Linked DNA regions of Pan troglodytes: region 2 is linked to region 1. The links are chromatin contacts, called in public HiChIP or PLAC-seq maps. All regions are on one chromosome and are shown on one strand. The core of a region is the stretch at or near the end of the contact, and the rest is flanking DNA. Distances in the headings are between cores, read along the strand shown.

Region 1 (5,289 bases), core at 2,321-4,820:
ATTCTATACTTCCATCCTGTGTTGACTTTGTTAATGGATTGGATAATGTGAGATCACTCTGATGTAAATAAAGTATCCTATATTAATTTCGAGTGCATTTTAAGTACTTGTAACATAAATGCTTCCTGTGAAATATCTGTAAAGACCTGAATGGGTACATGTGTGTAAAGAAGAATCAGGGCAGAAAAGTGCTTTTATCGTGGCTCCGGGGACCTTAGCTTCAGTTGGTGTTGTGAGAATTCCTCACACAAGGACATTCTCCTTGCTTCAGCATCAGGATGGAAGTGTTTCTCATCTGGACTTTTTCAAAGACTCAGCTGGAGGAATCAGAATTCATAATTTCCTGGCAGCTCATGATTCTGCTACACTACACCATGCCATCTCTTGTGTGAAAGGACAGATTTGATGGAGGACTATGTCATCCCTCATGCGTTTCTTATTGTCTACATTTATTCTAATGGGAAGAAGTGAGCAAAAACACCTCAATAATTTGGGTAGTTTTTAGAAAACCTTGTTAGTAAATTAGAATAGTGCCACTTTGGCATTATGAGAAAGAAGCATGGATACATAACTAGGGTTTTGTGTATGACTACAACGAAATGCAGAATGGTGTCTCCAAAAGGTTTCCAGTTGCTGCCACAAGACCTGCTTGGTATTGCCTACATGTGTTGTCCTATTTTTGCTTTGCCCTTCTGCAGTTACTTGCTGTGGGACCTTGGAGAAATTAACTTAGCCTCTCTGTACTTCAGTTTTTTGTATTTGTAAAATATATTTGTAATAATCTCATAGTTAAGAAGGTAGTTAATGTGTGACTCAGTCCTTGTCTAAAAGTAAATATGCCTAGCTACCCCCATCTTCCAAAGCCAGAAGGTGAAACTTTAACAAGTTTTCTAAAAGCAAATTGTGTTTTTTAAAAGTGCATGTGTCATCCAATCCCATATGATTGATTTGTGCTGGGTGCAGCCTTAGAATGTAAATTCTTTTGAATTCTAGGCAGAGAATGCAGGATTGGCATTCTAAATATTTGTACATGATAAACAAATGCTTCTTTAGGTTAGAGCAAATAGTTTACTTATCAAGATCACGATTGTTAGATACTGTTGTCAATTACAGAGGTTTTAGATGAGGCTTTCTGGAATGATTTAGTTTCCCTGTAAGGGAGCCTGTCTATTGGAATAGACAGGTTCACTTCTCCCAGTCTTTCAAGTTGCATGCTTTTTATATCTGATTCCACTGGCTGAGCTGATTGTGAATGTCCTAACCCTGTTGATTGTGTCTGGCCACTCATGGGCAAAGAACAGATTATCCATTCTTTATAGTTGTCTTTTAGTTTTACAAGTTGAAAAAACATCTGAGTAGGTTAGATAATTTATTCTACCACTTTGTAAATGATTAGAATATGTCAGTCATAATCATGCCAAGAGATTATGGATTTATGCATATTTTGTTTTGCTGTAGTACCATTCCTAGTTGAATCTTAACATCCATGTCTAAAATCTATACAGAGCAAATATTACAGTTGGGAAAACTGTTTCAGTCTCCTCTCTTCGCAAATATGCTTTATATTTATTGGGGAGTCCTCTATCTTTTTCCTGGTTTTCCTTAAAGCCTTCCCAGGCTGATGGATAACAAACATATGCAAGAAACTTGGGGCTTGGGATTCCTCTAGGCTGTTTGTCCTAGAGGAATGCATCCCATCTTGCAAATAGGATGGTCAATTAAGATGGAAGGAAGCAAAAGTGTGGATAGGAAGGAAGGGCACAAAAGGAAAAGTGTGGAATTTGTGTGTGAGTCCTCTAATGAGGTCAAAGGTGGGAGGGAGGCAAGCATGGAAGCTTCCTGGCACTGCGATACTAATTTCCCCTCCTCTCCCTTTTAAAATCCTGTCTTCTGGGAGGAAATGAGACTGATTATGGAGTTCCCACTAAGCCCTGCAGGGTTGGTGGAGACAACCCCATTTTACACATTAGTTCATAGACTTGGGTTGTGACTTGCTTGAGGTCACCCAGCCAGTGTGTCAGAGCCTGATTTTAAATCCAGGGCTGTTCTTTACACTGCTATGCAAGATACCTTCTGTATATATTTTTGAGGGAGACAACAGAGATGGGAAAAAATTTTAACAATAAAGGCAATGGAGGGGATGAGTATGCTGATGGGGAAGGAAAGAGGCCCCAGCTTCTGCAGTTCCTTTGTGTTATTCCTAATCCTTTTCTCATCTGGGGGTGCACTGCCTCTCCATTTCTCAAGTATGGGAAATGCCAATAATTCCACTTGTGTTAATTGGCAGTCAGACAACTTGTCCAAAACTGAATTGATCTTACCCACCCCGCCAACATTTCAATAATTGCAACCCCAACCTTTCAGTTGCTCAGCTAAAGACTATGGAGGTATCCTTGATTCTTTTCTCATAACACACATCCAGTGTATTGGTAAGATTTAGAATTCAGTCACTTCTCACCAGCTGCTGGTCCAAGCCATCACAATTCCCCCAAAGTTCTTAACAGTGCTCACAGCCTCTCCTCCCCACCTTACCCATCTGATTGCAGCTGCCACCACTCATCCCCTGCTCACTCCTGCAGTCGTCAAAGACCCCAATGCATTTGTACCTCAGGGCCTTTGCACTTGCAGCTCTCTTTGTCTGAAGAGCTTTTCCCCTAGGTATCAGCAGGGTTAACACCCTTCCTCATTCAGGTCATGGCTTAACTGTCTTCCCAGTGAGGACTCCTCTGGCCACCCTATTTTATTTTTTGAGATGGAGTCTCTGTCACCCAGGCTGGAGTGCAAGGTTGGCTCACTGCAACCTGTGCCTCCTGGATTCAAGCGATTCTCCTGCCTCAACCTCCCGAGTAGCTGGGATTACAGGCGCCTGCCAGCACGCCCGGCTAATGTTTTTGTATTTTTAGTAGAGACGGAATTCACTATGTTGGCCAGGCTGGTCTCGAACTCCTGCCCTCCGATGATCCACCCCCGCTCGGCCTCCCAAATCACCATGCCTGGGATTACAGGCGTGAACCATCGCACCCGGCCTGGCCACCCTATTTTAAACTGCAAACTTTTCCTCTTCAATGCTTAGTTTTTCTCCACAGCATTATCACCATTTCATATAGTATATGTTTTTCTTCATACTGACTCCCCTTGGAGAAGGAAAACTCCACGAGAGCAATGATTTTTGTCAGTTTTTCATTGTTATTTCCTCAGTGCTTAGACATGCATCAGGCTCAAAGTAGATGCTCAATGTTTGCTGAATGAACAGCAAGAGCAACGGAGGAGTCCTGAAATACACAGCAAGAAGCAAGGATAACTCTGGCTTTACTTCTGTGGCCAGGGTCCTTCATCCCAACCTTTTAGAAGTAGAAAAACAAAATCGAGCTCCTCAGAACCCAGGTCGATGGCTGCAGAGCCTTCGACCTTCCGAGAGCGAATGGCGATCACTCTTTCCGGTTCTCTGCGAATTCCAGCTGGAACACCGTCCCTTTCCGCGCCCCAACTCAGCGGAGGGCATGCCCTGCACCCGAGCGCATGCCCTGCACCCGAGCGCCCCGCTCCGGCAGCTGCACTCTGCAGCATCCGGAACGTTTCGGCGTGGCCGCAGGGCGCGGCGGAATGACTTCCGGGGCGCCCCTAAAGCGGCGGAGAGGAGTGTCGGGCGGAGTTTCCGGCTGAGAGTCCTTCTAGCGGGGCCGGTGAGTCCGCGTGTGGAAGTCTGTGAGGCGCAGAGGTGGGGCAGGCCGTCTGGCTAGCTAGGCGGCTGGGAGCGTTTTCGTGGCGGGGAACGGAGGTTGAATTGCCCTGCCTGAGCTCATAGGGAAGGAGGATGTGAAGGAGCTTGTGAAGGCAGAGGAAGGTAACTTTCGTCTGGGGAGCCGCAGAGTAGGGAGGGAAGCTGCAGGCCGTCTCTCCCTAAGTAAAAGCGCGACTTTTAGAAATGATGGTTCAGGGTTCGAGTTTGTGACCCGCTTGAGAAAGTGACCAACCTCTGAGCCTGAATCCCATACCTGAAAAACAAGGACAGTAATCACCCTTGCCAGTTTCACATAGCTTGGTAAGGTGTGAAGAAAAGCTTCTTAAATTGGGATGTTTGGTGCTCTCATTTGTTGGCAGATAGCATTCCGAGCTCATGTAACGGGAATCACACCAGTAGGCTTATGCTGAGGAACGTGGATTGTTTGGGGTTGGATTCCAGGAAACAGATCACTTAAATTTTTTTTTTTTCTTCGAGACGGAGTCTCGCCCTGTCGCCAGGCTGGAGTGCAGCGGCGCAATCTCAGCTCACTGCAACCTCCACCTCCTGGGTTCAAGCGATTCTCCTTCCTCAGCCTCCCGAGTAGCTGGAACTACAGGCGCGCGCCACCACGCCCAGCTAATTTTTGTATTTTCAGTAGAGATGGGGTTTCACCATGTTGGCCAGGATGGTCTTGATTTCTTGACCTCGTGATCCTCCCGCCTCGGCCTCCCACAGTGCTGGGATTACAGGTGTGAGCCACCCACCTGGCCTTGCTGATATTTTTAAGAAGAAAATGGACTGTTGGGAAGTGACAGGCCGTTGGAGATCTTTACAAAGTCCATCTTCAGGATGCATGAATCCTTTAAACAGCATGCATGTTTACAATCAGACTTCCCATTGAACGTCTGCAGTTTTAGGGACCTTAATACCTCCTGTCCAGTCGGATTTCCCATTGCAGGCAGCTCTAATTAAGAAGTCCTTTTAGCCGGGCGTGGTGACTCATGCCTGTAATCCCAACACTTTGGAGGACCGAGGTGGGCGGACCAGTTGTGGTCAGGAATTCGAGACCAGGCCTGGCCAACAGGCTGGTGAAACCCCGTCTCTACTAAAAATAAAAAAGTTAGCTGTGGTGGCTTGTGCCTTAATCTCAGCTATTCGGGAGACAGAAGAGACAGTAGAATCGCTTGAACCCTGGAGGCGGAGGTTGCAGTGAGCTGAGATTGCGTCACTGCACTCCAAGCCTGGGCGACAGAGCAAGACTCTTGTCTCAAAAAAAAAAAAGAAAAAAAAGAATTCCTTTGGTATGGTCAGCCAAAAGTCTCTCAGTTGCTATTTATTTTTATATTTATAATATTTATTATATATTTATAATTATTTTATTTATTTTGAGATAGGGTCTCACTCTGTCACCCAGTCTGGAGTGCAGTAGTGAACATGACTCACTGTAGCCTCGACTCTCCTGGGCTCAAGCCATCCTCCCTCTTTTGCTTCCCAAGTAGCTGGGACTCAAGTACTCGCCACCTCGCCCAGCTAATTTTTTGATGTTTTGTAGAGACAAGGTTATT
Region 2 (5,243 bases), core at 854-3,353, 140 kb before region 1:
AGATGACAGTAATAGCTCATTATGTTAATTTTCATTTTTAAAATTTCAAATTAGATTTAACAATTTAGGAACCATTTGTATTTGTTTTATAAGTTGTCCATGTTTGTGCCCATTTTTCTATTATATTTCATTTTTTCCTTTTTAATTTGTAAAAATTCTTTACTGAAGGCTGGGTGTGGTGGCTCATACTTGTAATCCCCGCACTTTGGGAGGCGGAGGCAGGTGGATCACCTGAGTTCGGGAGTTCAAGATTACCCTGGCCAACATGGTGAAACCCCATCTCTACTAAAAATACAAATTAGTTGGGCATGGTGGCATGTGCCTGTAATCCCAGCTACTTGGGAGGCTGAGGCAGGAGAATCGCTTGAACCTGGGAGGCAGAGGTTGCAGTAAACTGAGATTGCACCACTGCACTCCAGCCTGGGCGATAGAGAAAGACAGTCTCAATAAAAAAAAAAAAAGAAAAATTCTTTACTGAAGACATTCTTTCTTTTTATTTTTAGGTGTTTTTGTTGTTGTGGTTTGGTTTGGTTTTTTTGTTTGTTTGTTTGTTTTTTGTTTGGAGACAGAGTCTTGCTCTGTCGTCCAGGCTGGAGTTCAGTGGCACGAGCTTGGCTCACTGCAACTTCTGCCTCCTGGGTTCAAACAATTCTCCTGCCTCAGCCTCCTGAGTAGCTGGGATTACAGACGCGTGCCACCACGCCTGGCTAATTTTTCTATTTTCAATAGAGATGGGTTTTCGCCATGTTGGCCAGGCTGGTCTTGAACCCCTGGCCTCAAGCGATCTGCCTGCCTTGGCCTCCCACAGTGCTGATAGTACAGGCATGAGCCACCGTGTTCAGCTCCTTTTTGTATTTTAAGTTGTAGGAACTTATTCAGTTTGTCATTTACCTTGTAGTTTTGTTTTTATAGTTAAAGGGACTAGCTAAACAGCACAATGTAGGTAAATGAAAGATGGCTTCATAATCATCACACTCATGGTGTAATTTAAAAATCTTCTCCTTTGGTTCTTATTAATGCCTGCACTGTGAATCTGACAGATTGAAAATGGAAGCCCTGACTGACAGGGAACATGGAATGATAGACCCTGGCAGCGGAGATGAAGCCCAGCTTAATGGAGGACATTCTGCAGAGGAATCTCTGGGTGAACCCACTCAAGCCACTGCGCCGGAAACCTGGTCTCTTCCTTTGAGTCAGAATAGTGCCAGTGAACTGCCTGCTAGCCAGCCCCAGCCCTTTTCAGCCCAAGGAGACATGGAAGAAAACATAATAATAGAAGACTACGAGAGTGATGGGACATAGAAGCCAGCCTGCTAATCAGATTGCTACTTCACAGCTTCATTTTTGTTTCATTCAGTGGTACTTCAGCAGAGTTAATATGCTTTTCTGATGAATTACACAACAGTTTGTTAATTCTTCATTCTTGTAGTATTTCATCACAAGAAACCTACTCTTCTGTCATCTTGAAGTAAATAGAAGATCAAGCCTTCAAATCTCTTAATTTTTTCGGTATTAAAGCTGTGAGTGGTTTAAGGAGCGGTCAGTGTGTATAAAGTGTGTTTGAACATTATGCCAAATATCAAAATGTGAAGGACTAATTCAGGATGCAAAAACGTTATTGGGGGGTTGTAAATATCAACTATTCAACAGTTTAGGATGCAATTACGAGTGTAAACTGTGTGCCTTATTTACACTTTATTGTCTCCCACTTCTCAGATAGTTTTGATGTGTTGTACAGTGGAATATCTTAGATACTTTTTGGAAAGTATTTACATAAGTTATATCACAATTAAAATGTTGAATTTAATTTTGTTTTTCCTGTCTTTTAACATTATCTAGCACGCACTGTCTGCCATGGGTCCTTAGGCACAGTGCACCAATCTCCCTCCCCCATTGTCAAACTTTTCAAAAGATAGGGAAGAGGATGACAGCTTTGCGATGAGAACTGTAAACTGTCTTTCCAAAAGAGCCCAGTGTGTAGTCATTGCCGCGAGGTGCCGGCTGGTGGCACCGAGCAGCCTGGGCCCAGAGCGGTTGTCGGGCCGACAGATCCGGGCGGGGCAAAGCCGGGCGGGGAAAGCTGGGCTCGTCCCGTCCCGGCCCCGCCCCCACCCCGGGAGCCCGATACCGGTTTCAGAGTCCTGGGCGGCGTGCGCGCTCTTCCTGGCGGCTGCGCAGGTAAGTGGGACCGGGGTGGGGCCACGTGACCGGGAGAGGAGGGCCCGGCGGCCCCCGGCCCAGGTGTGCGGGGACGGAGGGGTGCCCGCGCTCGGCGCTCAGCCTGCCATAGCCCGCGGGGGAGGCCGGAGCCAGGGATCCGGGGAGGCCCGCGTCCCGCCAGGTTTCGCTCTGCGGACGCAGGTGCGGCCGAGCCGCCGTCCTTCCGGGCGCGGGGCGGGGCGCGCACCTCGGGGCGATCCCGGTGCTCCTTACCTGGAAGGTCTCCCGGCTTAGTTTCGGCCTCGTTGGGGCGGAATCTCCAAAGACAGTGGGTTTCAGCCAGAAACGCGAAGACGAACGCCTTGCCGGCGCGGGCAGAACCGAGGACACAATGAGATTTGTGGGACCGGGCGCACAGAGGCTGGCGCGGGGGAGACCCCACAGCGAAAATGCTCGGTACCCCCGGGCAGTCGTGGGTTAGTTAGAACCGCGAGCCTTTCCCGACCCCTCGGAAGCGCAGAAGTGTCCGAAATCTACCCGTTTCTTGGGTCCAGCAAAACTTTTAAGCCAGGTAAACCGGTGGTTCTGTTTGTGTAAAGGTGACCAGGCATGATTCCTGTGACATTTTGCTGGGGGAGCCATTTCTCCTGCCATTGCCGCGGCTTTCCAAGATGAGTGTCCAAGAGTGGAGTAAGGGTCCGGGGCCTGAGCAGGACAAAGACACGCTGCCGCGACCTGCGGGACCAGAACGAACTCTCAGTGACATCCTGAAAGACTTAGGGGTATCCAGATATTTAAGATGTAATGAAATACAGCTAACCATTCCCTTCTAAAAATCACATTATCTTGCTTTTCCACAACTCTTTAATAATTGCTTGTTTTTTCTTTAAAAATGGATAGGGTGGTTTGATTCAAATAAGCCACTTCACAGGTGAAGAGTTAAATCCATTACAGTGAATCGTATTTTTACCAGTGAGTTGAATTAAGCATAGCGTATCCTGTAAATGCTGTGTAAAACTTGCTAAAATCATTTGTTGTGCTTTTGCTTCTACATTTCTTAGGAATGTGTTTCAAAAACTAGAGTCGTAATAGCATTTCTAGAACTTACACTTTTTTAGAGAAAGAAAGAGAAAGGTACAAAAATAACTGATTGTTATAATATACAGAGCGGCTTTGCATTGGGCACCCTGCTGGGGCCATCACAGTTAATCCTCTAAGGTCGGAGTGCCCTATTAGAAGACCCTGGGTTTCCACCCCATTCCCTTGTCTCCAGTCTGTACATACCCTGTGTGCCTTGCTTGCCCTCTTAACGTCTCTACCTGGATTTTTAACGCATCTGAAACACTCTTCAGTCTGCTGCTCCCCAAGGCTAAGCTGGAGGGGTGGAGAATGAGGTACAGATAGATAAAATGATCAGATGTCTGGGGTTTACTTCAGAGGACTCTATTGGCAGAGGAAATAGTATGGGGAGTATAAATGAAACAAGTTTGGCCGTAAATCGATAAGTGTAGAAGCTGGATGTGGGTACACAAGGGTTCATAATGCTATTCTTTCTACTTTTTATTATGTTTGAAAAATTCTATAATAAAAATTTTAAATACCTGTCTAGCATTTGACCTCTTCTCAAGATCTCAGTGATCCATTGGATTATTTCAATGGCCTAGCCAGTCTTCCTGTTTTACCTCTTGCCTTCTGGAGTGTACTCTCAACACAGCATCCATAGTGATACTGTTAAAACAAGTCAAATCATGTCACTCCTTTATTCAGAATCCTCCAGTGGCTTCTCATCTCACTCCTAGCAAAAGACAAAGTCCTTTCTTTCCAGTGGTTTTCAAGGCCCTACATGATTCAGATGGCCTCAGTTCTACTATTCACCTTCTTACCCACTTTGCTGCTGCCACAGTAGCTTCCATGCCTAAATATTTCTTGAACATACCAGGCACTCCTGCTTCAGGGCATTTGCGCTAGCTATTCCATCTGCCTGAACACTTGTCCCTGATAATGGCCTGGCTTCCTCCTTCACCTTCAGTTCTATACTCAGATATCCCTTTCTCTATGAAGATTTCCCTGCCCGCTCGGTTTAAGATGGTAACATCCTGTCCCCATTGCAGTCTTTACCCCCTTTCTCAACTTTGTTCTTTAGCATACTGTATATTTCATTTATCTATCATCTGTCAATCTGCCCGGCACTCCCCCGGTTAAAGCATCATGAAGGCAAGGATTTCAGTGTGGTTTGTCCACCAGTATACTTTCAGCATGCCTGGTGCAAGGCAGGTTAAATGAAGGGTCTTCGTTTTCCAAAGTAAAATAAAATAAAGCCTTAGGAATTTCCAAATTGTTCAACAGTATAAAGATGGGGTTATCAGACCAGGTGCAGTGGCTAACGCTTGTAATCCCAGCACTTTGGGTGGCCAAGGCAGGAGGATCGCTTGAGCCCAGGAGTTCAAGACCAGCCTAGGCAACATAGTGATACTTAATGTCTACTAAAAATTTTAAAGAATTAGCGGCCGAGCGTGGTGGCTCACACCTGTAATCCCAGCACTTTGGGAGGCCGAGGCGGGTGGAGTATGAGGTCAGGAGATCAAGACCATCCTGGCTAACATGGTCCCCATCTCTACTAAAAATACAAAAAATTAGCCGGGCGTGGTGGCGAGCACCTGTAGTCCCAGCTACTTGGGAGGCTGAGGCAGGAGAATGGCGTGAACCTGGGAGGCGGAGCTTGCAGTGAGCCGAGATGGCACCACTGCACTACAGCCTGGGCGACAGAGTGAGACTCTGTCTCAAAAAAAAAAAAGAATTAGCTGGGTATGGTGGCATGCACCTGTAGTCCCAGCTACTCAGGAGGCTGAGGCAGCTGGAGTGCTTGAGCCAGGGAGATTGAGGCTGCGGTGAGCTATGATTGTGCTCCTATGCTCTGGCCTGGGAAACAGAGTGAGACCCTGTCTTAAAAATATTAAATAAATAAACAAAACAATAACAAAAAAGATGGGGTTATCCATTTTAATTTTGAGACCTTCATAGTATCAAGTACAATACCATGTGCCCAGTTTAAGTCTTCAATAATGAGACTTGGCAGGGTGTGA

Evidence for each region. HiChIP or PLAC-seq counts read pairs in DNA pulled down with a chosen protein or histone mark.
Region 2: an H3K4me3 HiChIP or PLAC-seq map of stem cell-derived excitatory neurons shows a contact between it and region 1, with 4 times the contacts expected there. The contact joins the promoter of MARVELD2 here to the promoter of LOC461830 in region 1. A contact is called at or near these places in 2 of 7 Hi-C or Micro-C datasets (blood and stem cell-derived neural progenitor cells) and 1 of 1 datasets of contacts at active chromatin or transcription factors (stem cell-derived excitatory neurons).

The regions. Positions count from the first base shown.
Region 1 is chr4:45,094,429-45,099,717 of NHGRI_mPanTro3-v2.0_pri, reverse strand. LOC461830 (general transcription factor IIH subunit 2) reads left to right here and starts at 3,570. Exons shown (of 17, transcript XM_054685063.2): 1 at 3,570-3,683. OCLN (occludin) reads left to right here. Exons shown (of 9, transcript XM_001158455.6): 9 at 1-786.
Region 2 is chr4:45,233,077-45,238,319 of NHGRI_mPanTro3-v2.0_pri, reverse strand. It overlaps MARVELD2 (MARVEL domain containing 2), which reads left to right and starts at 2,103. Exons shown (of 7, transcript XM_517724.9): 1 at 2,103-2,178. It overlaps RAD17 (RAD17 checkpoint clamp loader component), which reads left to right. Exons shown (of 18, transcript XM_063810389.1): 18 at 1,041-1,807. The coding sequence ends at 1,302.